Linked DNA regions of Ovis aries: region 1 is linked to region 2. The links are chromatin contacts, called in public Hi-C maps. All regions are on one chromosome and are shown on one strand. The core of a region is the stretch at or near the end of the contact, and the rest is flanking DNA. Distances in the headings are between cores, read along the strand shown. Region 1 overlaps SLC4A3 (solute carrier family 4 member 3). Region 2 holds the start of OBSL1 (obscurin like cytoskeletal adaptor 1).

The links. A called contact is a pair of places that touch in the nucleus more often than the background predicts.
Region 1: a contact with region 2 is called in a Hi-C map of muscle, with 3 times the contacts expected there. The contact joins the enhancer-like site here to the promoter of OBSL1 in region 2. A contact is called at or near these places in 11 of 16 Hi-C or Micro-C datasets (blood, liver, mesenteric adipose tissue and 5 more).

What each region holds. Positions count from the first base shown.
Region 1 is chr2:221,553,280-221,557,937 of ARS-UI_Ramb_v3.0, forward strand. SLC4A3 (solute carrier family 4 member 3) reads left to right here. Exons shown (of 22, transcript XM_042244296.2): 22 at 1,105-1,441. The coding sequence ends at 1,182. Among named protein-coding and RNA genes, the nearest start is that of SLC4A3, 15 kb to the left of the region's middle. Within about 2 kb of position 2,007, at least 19 of the 54 cell types and tissues checked have an H3K27ac peak or open chromatin away from gene starts, as enhancers often do. A contact at or near this core is called in muscle, where this site is marked.
Region 2 is chr2:221,491,847-221,496,392 of ARS-UI_Ramb_v3.0, forward strand. OBSL1 (obscurin like cytoskeletal adaptor 1) reads right to left here and starts at 2,091. Exons shown (of 20, transcript XM_042244294.1): 1 at 808-2,091. The coding sequence starts at 1,813. INHA (inhibin subunit alpha) reads left to right here and starts at 2,847. Exons shown (of 2, transcript NM_001308579.1): 1 at 2,847-3,108. The coding sequence starts at 2,847.

The sequences.
Region 1 (4,658 bases), core at 757-3,256, 61 kb after region 2:
TCTCTTCTGTTGTGTGACTGATCTTCTGAAATCTCAACGGGGCTCCTGGGTTTCTGGTAGCTCAGCTGGTAAAGAATCTGCCTGCAATGCAGGAGACCCCAGTTGGATTCCTGGGTTGGGAAGGTCCCCTGGAGAAGGGATAGGCTACTCACTCCAGTATTCTTGGGCTTCCCTGGTGGCTCAGTTTGTTAAAAATCCACCTGCAATGCGGGAGACCTGGGTTCAATCCTTGGGCTGGGAAGATCCCCTGGAGGAGGGCATGGCAACCCATTGCCGTATTCTTGCCTGATAATCCCCATGGACAGAGGAGCCTGGCAGGCTATAGTCCATGGGGTTGGAAAAAGTCGGACACAACTGAGCGACTAAGCACAGCACAATGGGGCTATTAACAGAGTCTCCCTTATGAAATTGTGGTGATGATTAAACACAAGTTCAGGTAAAGCAACGAGAAGGGTGTGGTTTGGTGTGAAGGAAGCAGAGGCTGTTGGAGACAATTGTGCAGGTTGTGTCCTGAACAAAAGCACACAGCTGAGGGACGGATGGGGTGGGTGGCATTGAAATCCATCCTGAGCCCTGCTTCGGTCGGCTGGAGCAGGAGTCCTCACTCCCCAGGATCTAATGCCTGATGATCTGATGTGGAACTGATGTAATAATAATAATAGAAATACTGTGCACAATAAACGCAATGTGCTTGAGTCACCCCGAAACCATCTCTACCCACCACCGCCATCCTTTCCACGGAAAACCTGTCTTCCGTGAAACTGGTCCAGGCTGGGATCCTCTGAGCTAGAGGAAGGGACATCTTTTTGAAAACTGTCCATTCATACATGGTGTACAAAGGCACCCCAGGAGCTCGGAGTACCAGGAAGTTTTTCTGCGTGGTAGCTGCTATTGTCATCATTATTATTAGAAGGTGTCACTAGAGGGTGACCTGAAGCTTTTGGCCAGAGGGAGGTGCTTCAACCTTGGGCCATGGTCCCTGTAGACAGTGAGGGTGGAAAGGTCTGGGGGCAGTGAGGGCTGCCAGCCAGAGGAGGAACTGATGAATAGGAGGCGGCAAGCCCACTTCCCCTGCCTTTCCCAACTCTTCACTACCTTCTACAGCTGGACTCTGAAGATGCTGAACCAAACTTTGATGAAGATGGCCAGGACGAGTACAACGAACTTCATATGCCCGTGTGATCCTCCACCATGGCGCTGCTGGGAGACCCTGACACTTTAGTGATCAACACCTGGGCCCCAGTCAGAGCCCAACCCCAGGGCCAGCTGGCTCCTCATGACCCAGAGACGTGCCTGGAACCACTACTGTTGCCTCGGCCAGAAGGACCCCCCTGACTCTACCCCAGGCGCTGACCTCGTCTCACCCAGGTCCTTTCACAGACCAGACCGGCACAGGCTTTGAGCTCATTATAACCACACTCCTTGTCTTGTGTCTGCTTCACTTTCTTGGTTCCCTCTCTGGTTTCTCGGGTCATACTTACCATCTGGAAATTGGAAGAATTCTGTTTTCAGGGTCATCAAAATCAGACAGTTTTGAGGCAAGGACAGAATTCTTGGGGGAAAGGGAGAGAATGGAGACCACAGAAGGTCAGAGATGGGCCTTATCACCCACCCCCAACCTCACCCCCCCACTCCTCTGAAGTACAGTTCAGCTGCTGGAGGCTCAAGGTCTGGCTTAAGGTCATTTGCCATTAATGCAGCCCCAGTTTAGAAGGGGAGGGAGAGAGAGGGGAGAGAGAGCAGGTTGCTCTGCTTTAGCCACAAGGGAAACCAGAGCGTCTCAATGACTGTGGAGCTACTGAGGGGAATGGAAAATGTTTATTTTCTTTTCGTCATCCTTGACATTCCGAAGAGCAGGGACAGTAGCTGCCCAGTCCCCTAGACGCCAGGGTGGAGCTGGATTTGGGGTCCCTGGACCATTTTAGATTCTCCAGGCTTAAAGGAGAGGCAGTTCTGGGACTCCTGAGGCCACTCCTTGTGCAACAGTCTTTGTTAGGCCAGAAATAACCTGGGAGGCCTTGAGGAGGGTGCAAACTGGGAGCCCGTTGCGTCACAGTTACTAGGCAACCAGCAGCGTGGTTCAGCCGCTAGTCCCTGTGTTGCCCTCTGGTGGCCGCTCTCTTGCACTGCAGGCCCTGTCCGGTCTGCGCCCGGGAAGCACTGCCACCTGGTGGACCCGCTGTGGTCAAAGATCCCATTCAAGTACATTTAGTTCCTCCTAGGGAAACAACTCCTAGGGCTTCCCTGGTGGCTCAGTGGTAAAGAACCCACCTGCAATGCAGGAGACCTGGCTTTGATTCCTGGGTTGGGAAGATCCCCTGGAGGAGGGCAGAGCAACCCTCTCCAGTATTTTTGCTTGGAGAATCCCCATGGACAGAGGAGCCTGGCGAGCTGTAGTCCATGGGGTCGCAAAGAGTCGGACACGACTTAGCAACTAAGCCTAGCATAGGGAGGCAAGAGGGTGGGGCAAAGAGGTGTCATGGACTCCCGTGAGCACCCGAGCTGGAGTGCCTCGACCCTACCTTCACCACTTCCTCAGGGGCTGGCCCAACTTCTTCCTTGTTCTTTCCCCATTTTCCTCCCAGATGTTCAGGCCAACAGCTAGAGCCCTGAAGTTTGGAGAGGGCATGGAGAGCTGTGAGACTGTGCTGTTCATAAGGAAGAGAGACGCCAGGTGCCCCTCCAGCTGTCCTCGGTTGTCATTCAGACTTAAGTATTAATGTTTCCGTCCAGTCGGCTGCTTGAGTCTCTGGCGCCATGAAGGCCTCCAATTGCATCTGCCCTCTGTGACGACAAGATTCCTTTTCCCTTAGATGGGCCAAGGCCAGGTGGAATTGCTGAGGAACTTCGCCAAGGAGAAAAGTGAAGGTCAAACATAAACATAGGACAGTGACAGGCAAAGCCGGTACAAAATGCAGAGATGGCAGAGGCCGCACATAGAGATAGGCTTGGCAGAGAAGCTTTGCACGCAGGCCTCTGTTCCTTTCCTGAGGTCTAAATCAGGTTGCCCGGTCCCATCTTCTGGGCCTTGGGGCAGCTTCCCTGTTGGGTCTGAGGGATGCTGAGACGCCCACGGGAAGGAACCTACTTCTGTCAGAACACCTGAGAGGAAGTAGTGACCTGGGCCCTGAAATCTCGGCTCTTCATTGGACAGAGTTTGTGTCAGTCATCTCTGCCTGGCGAGTAACTGAGAACTGTGGGCGTTGCTCAACTGGAAAAATAAGAAACAAGAGGGCGGGGCCTTTTGAAATGAATGAGTCCTGGTGCTGGCTAATGAGTCAAGTGGCCTCCAGTATAACTAGGCCCTTGAGGCCTCAGTCAGAACAATGTGGATGATGATTTAGCTGCTAATTTGTGTCCGCCTCTTGCAACTCCACAGTGTGTAGCCCGCCAGGGTCCTCTGTCCATGAGATTTCCCTGGCAAGAATGCGGGCATGGGTTACCATTTCCTTTTCCAAGGGATCTTCCCAACCCAGGGATCAAACCCAGCGTCTCCTGCATCCTAGGCGGAATCTTTACAAACTGAGCCACCAAGGAAATTAGAACAATAGGGGAACAAATTTCAGTGAAAGACTGAGCGAGTTATAATCTCTGGCTATGGACATCCCTTCCCAACACCCTCCACGGGAGAGGACACGAATAAGGCCTAAGAGCTTGGAGCCTTAGAGGTCATCACCTTTGCCCTCCCCTTCCCCCACCCCTACCCCCGAGGGAAGGCAACTGTAGGGAAGTACAAGGCCAGAGTTGGCCAGCATAAGCGCTGAACTGGGCCTGCGTTGGGGGGAATTCTTTCTCACCCAGGATGGGGGTCTGTGGAGGTGCTGAGACCACTTAGGGGGCTGAGCAGCTCACAGGTTTGCCAGGGATGGGTCCCTTGAGGGATGGCTGAGGACAGAGGGAGAGTGGGGGCCAGAATAAGACAAGGGGGATGGGACAGTGACGAACGCACAGAGACTCGTGGCCTGGCCTTTCAGAGATCATTCAGAGATCTTTACGTTTGGAGACATTCAGAGTGTGTCCTGAGGCCCTCGCGGCATCTGTGTTTTCTCTGACTTTCCCTTCACTGACCCTTCAACTTTATCCCCCTGGGGTCTGCAGCTTGACTTAGGCTGCCTTCTTCTAAGGGTGGAGGGGAGCCAAGGGAGAGGCGCCCATGAGGCCCTGGTAGTGCAGCTCTGGAGGATACGGGCAGGTAGAGGCCATACTTCTGGGTGACGGGCCCCGCCACCTCCTGCTTTACAATGGAAACAGCTTGGCAAGTGGGCACATCCGGGATGGCCCAGGACCCTTCCAATAAGGAGGAGAGTGGGCTCATTGCCATCTTAGCCCTCCCCCTTGCGGCTCTCCGAGTAGGGATATGGCTGCATCCTGGGCAGCTGCCCCAAGCTTTTATTATCCTTGGACAAGTTCAAGTCCACTTCAGGCCCAGAGAAGGGCTAATTCATTCTACTCCTCTGAGAAAAGAGGGCGGCTGGTGTTTCCTTGATCAGTGCTGAAGATTCAGCTCACTTGTGACTCTGATGCCCCCGTGAAAGCTTTTGGCTGTCAGAGCTCATAGACCATCTGCTTGGATTGCCCTGGTCCCCTCCCTTGGGGCACACAGCCTGGCAATAATGTGTCCTGTTTGGCAGCTCGTGTGACATCTCTTCTTGTATCGT
Region 2 (4,546 bases), core at 841-3,340:
TTTAACTTCCAATGTGAATTTGGCCTGTTTTTCACCCCTGACTTTTCTAGTTATGAGCAATGTAAGCATTTATTAAACACCGCTGGGGGCTCAACTTTGAAATATAAATTTCCTCTCCTTCACCTTCTTCTTCTTGCAAACCTGGAAAGCAGTCTAATGACAGAATAGTCAAAAATTGGGGGGCATTTTTTTGCCCTCAAGTTTTCTCTCTTTGGTGTGAATCGGGAGTTTGTCAGGGTGACACCTGAAGCTACGATTTCCCCATGGGGGGCTCAAAAGCTAGACCCAGTTATGAATGGTTAAAATGTGTGTGCTTAATAAGACAGCTCCCTTGTTCTCATTGACTGACTTTATAAATATATGTTACAAATTTGGATTTAGAAATTTACACCCATAAAATGATCCTTTTATATAATACACTGGGGCCCCGATGGGGTTTCCATTGGGGAATGGGTGGTGAAATAACAAAGAGGCTGAGAAACATTGAACTACAAGAGTTGTAGGTCCCTCTGGGTCAATCATTCAATCCTTCCCTAAAGCCCTTTATGGAAGAGTGGTTTTCTGCCATCTGCCTCAGAATCATTTGGAGAGCTTGCTAAGAAGTTCCTGGAGCAGGTACCTTGGAGACGTACTAAACCCGAATCCCTGGGGGATGGGAGGGAGGGAGGTGGGAAATGGCATTTTAATATTCAGCCTCCCTTACTCCTCGCTGTCTTCTAGGCACTGAGTGGGGCTGGAGTAAGGCGGGTCAGGGAGGGCGCTGGAGGCCCCTCCCCAGGCCCTGGCCGCCCGGGGGCGCCGTGGTACCTTTCACGTGCAACTGCACGGCACTGAGCGTCTGGCCCGCCGAGTTGCGCGCGGCGCACACGTAGAGCCCGCGGTCCTTGGCCTGGCAGTACAGCACCTTGAGCACAAAGCCGCCGTCTCGGTCGCGGTACATGAGGCGGCGGCGATCGGGGAGCAGCGGGCGGCCCTCCCAGTGCCATTCGATCTCAGGCTCCGGCTTGCCCATCACGTAGCAGCGGAACTTTGCGTGCTTGCCCTCGTTCACCCAGAAGGTCTTGGGCGCGCACTTGAGCGGCTCCACCACGGGCGTGGGGGCCTCGTCGGGGTCCTCGGGCGGGCTCTCGGGGGGCTGCTGCACTTGCAGCAGCGCCCCGGCCCGCGCGTGGCCGTGCGCGTTGCGGGCGTGGCACACGTAGACGCCCGAGTCGGGCAGCCGAGCCGCCAGGATGCGAAGCGCCAGGCTCGCGCCCGCGCCCGCGCGGCCCGGCTCGAGGGAGAAGTGGCTGCTGTCCCACACTTCGTCCAGCGCCATCCCATCCTTCTCCCAGTAGAGCGTGGGCGCGGGGAGGCCCCCCACCTGGCACTCCAGCACCACCTCCGCCCCCCGCAGCACCCACTGGGACCGGGGCCCCGTCAGGAACACCGGGGCGCCCTCCCCGGCTCCGGGCGGCGGCAGCGGGCGCTCGGCGAGCTGGGGCTCAGGCTCGGGGGCCGGCGGCTCCAGCACGGTGACGGCGGCCGCCGCGTAGGCCTCTCCGGCCGAGTTGCGGGCGCGGCACACGTAGACCCCAGCGTCGGTGGGCAGCGCGCCGCTCAGCAGCAGGCAGTGCTCGGCGCCGTCCACCGGGAAGCTCAGGCGATCGGAGGCCGCCAGCTGCTGCCCGCCCTTCTCCCACACGACAATGGGCGGCGGCTCGCCCAGCACCACGCACTTGAGCTCGGCCTCCGCGCCACTTACCACCCGCACGGGCCGCGGGAAGCGCAGGAAGCACGGGGGGCTCCCCTGATCCCCCGAGCCCGCCTTCATCGCGGCGGCGCAAGGGCAGGTCGGGAGCGGCGGCGGGAGCCCGGGAGGCGGGGCGCGGCCGGGGACTAGGCGCCGGGACCCGCGGGGCTCTCTGCTGGCCGCCCGCTCCCGGCTCGCCTCCTTACCCTCCGCCGGGAGCTGCGGCTCTGAGGCGGCGGCAGCGGCGGCGATTCCCGGGGCTCAGGGGGGGAGTCCTTCCTGTTTGCCTCTCCAGCGAGGGGCCCCGCAGCCTCCCCTGCCTGCGGCCTGGCTTCCTGCTCCCGAGAGCCGGCCTTCCCAGCCCCCTCCCACAGCCAGGGCCTCTTTCCCCTCCTCCCTCCCACCTCCAGCCGCCAGGTCCCCAGCAGTCCGCCAAAATCGGGCCTGAGTGACAGAGAAGCCTGCAGCTGCCAATCCCAAAAATATTCTCTGATGACACAGCTGGAGGACAAGAGCCCAGACCGGCTCCTCCAGTCTAAGTTTAGAGCAGGCGGGACCCCTGCCCCCCGCCTTAACCCCAGTTCTAGCCCCCGCCCCGGCGCTTCCCCCGAGAGGACTGGCCCAGCAGCTGCTGGGTTGAAAAGGGCCCCAGAAGCTGCGAGGGGCTGGCTTGCTCTGTCTCCCTGACAAATAACGCTTTTTAGACCTGGCAGACCCCCAGTTAACAGGCTCCTGTCCCATCTGGTGTCACCTCTGTGCTGGGTGCTGGGTTGTGACTCTCTGATTCTGTGTGTGTGGAGGGCGAGGGGTTGTATGTGTGGTTTAGGTCACTTGGGGTGAAAGCCCTCTCCAGCCCCTCCCCCACATTCCTGGCGGGAGTGGGAGATAAGGCTCAGGGCCACAGACATCTGCGTCAGAGATAGGAGGTCTCAATGCCATGGGCAGGGGCAACTCGACTGCGGGGCGTGGGAAGGGCTGGGGAAGACTGGGGTGAGAAGGGTAGAAGAGGGCGGTGGTAGGATGGGGAGGGTGGAGTGGGGAGGCCCTGGGCAGACCCTGGCAGAAGGGGCACAGGGCAGGGTGTGGGTTCCCGGTGGGCAGGGCCAGGTGAGCTATGTGGCTTCAGCTGCTCCTCTTCCTGCTGGCCCCTCAGGGCGGGCGTGGCTGTCATGGGCCGGAGCTGGACCGGGAACTTGTCCTGGCCAAGGTGAGGGCCCTGTTCCTGGATGCCTTGGGGCCCCCGCCGGTGACTGGGGAAGGTGGAGATCCTGGAGTCAGGCGTCTGCCTCGAAGGCATGCCGTGGGGGGCTTCATGCGCAAGGGCTCTGAGCCCGAGGACCAAGATGTCTCCCAGGCCATCCTTTTTCCAGCTGCAGGTAATGAGGGTGGGGTATTGGCGCCTTGACTCTGACAAAGAGTGTGGTGTAGCCTGGATTCGGGAGCTAGGCAGGTCTGGGGTTGAATCCCAGACCTGACACTCAACTGACTTTGCAACAGTGGACCAGTTACTAAACCTTCCTGAGCCTCTTGTCTCCTCATCTGTGAAAAGCGCCATAATGCCTACCTTTCAGGATTGAGTGAGATGGTGTATCCCAGAGTGCCCGGTTCATAGGAGCCATTTGTGAGATAGTCATCTGGGAGGCCAGCGGTGTTTAGGGACAGAGATATCTGGGGTACCCCTTCCTGCCATCTTTCCTCCTCCCTTTGCTTTTTTGCTCCCTGCTCCAAACATTGTTTCTTTAGCCTCAGAAAGCTGAGACTTGAGAAGATATCAGGGATGCGGGAGAACAGTTAGTTGGGAAACTAACCTACCTTCTCTTGAATTCTCATCTCCCCAGTCAGTTGCACTCACTCAGTGAGTAAAGCCCTCCTCTGGCTGGACCTTTTTGTAACCTGGCTTACTTTTCTCTCAGAGAGGATGCTCTGGCTCCCTGTGCTTCAGGCCCCAGGCAGCACAGTGAGTGTGGCTTTAGGATCAGGCAGAATCCCAGCCTGGACACTTAGTTTAATGTCTTTTCATCTTTCTAACGTTCAGTTTGCCCTGGTGGCTCAGATGGTTAAACATTTGTCTGCAGTGTGGGAGACCCAGGTTTGATCCTTGGGTTGGGAAGATTCCCTGCAGAAGGGAATAGCAATCCACTCCAGTATTCTTGCCTGGAGAATCCCATGGACAGAAGAGCCTGGTAGATGGGGTCACAAAGAGTCAGACATGACTGAGCGACTAACACTTCTCATCTGCCAAATGGATCAGTTGTTGTGAGGTTTATAATGAGATGTTCCACATAACAGTACAGCCCCAATTGCTAGTTCTTTAATTTGTGCTGTTCGTGACTGTTTGATGCAGTTTATATACTTGTCAGGGTAAGGATGCCAACTGCATTTTCTTCGAAAGCACTGTCCTTGATTCTGAGCTGAATCCTTTCTCCTCCTCCCCACCCCCTTCCTCTTCCTTCTTGGTGTTAACCTTTTTAAAGTGAATTAAAGAATTTCTCATGCAGTATTTCTGACATGAGTAATATAACAAATGCCTGTGTACACAGTGTTCAAGGTACCATTTCATAGTATCAGATAAAAATTTAAATAGAAACAAACAATTCTAAGCAATGGTGAAGGGAGAGAGTGCACGGCATCTTACACATCACTGATGGGAATATTAATTGGTAAAACCACTTCAGAGAGAAGTTGGCAGTGGCTGGCATTTTTGAAGTCTTTTAATACTGAAGTAACACATGGGGATTTTCCTAAAGGAAATCAGTCCTGAATATTCATTGGAAGGACTGATGCTGAAGCTGAAACTCCAATACTTTGGCTACC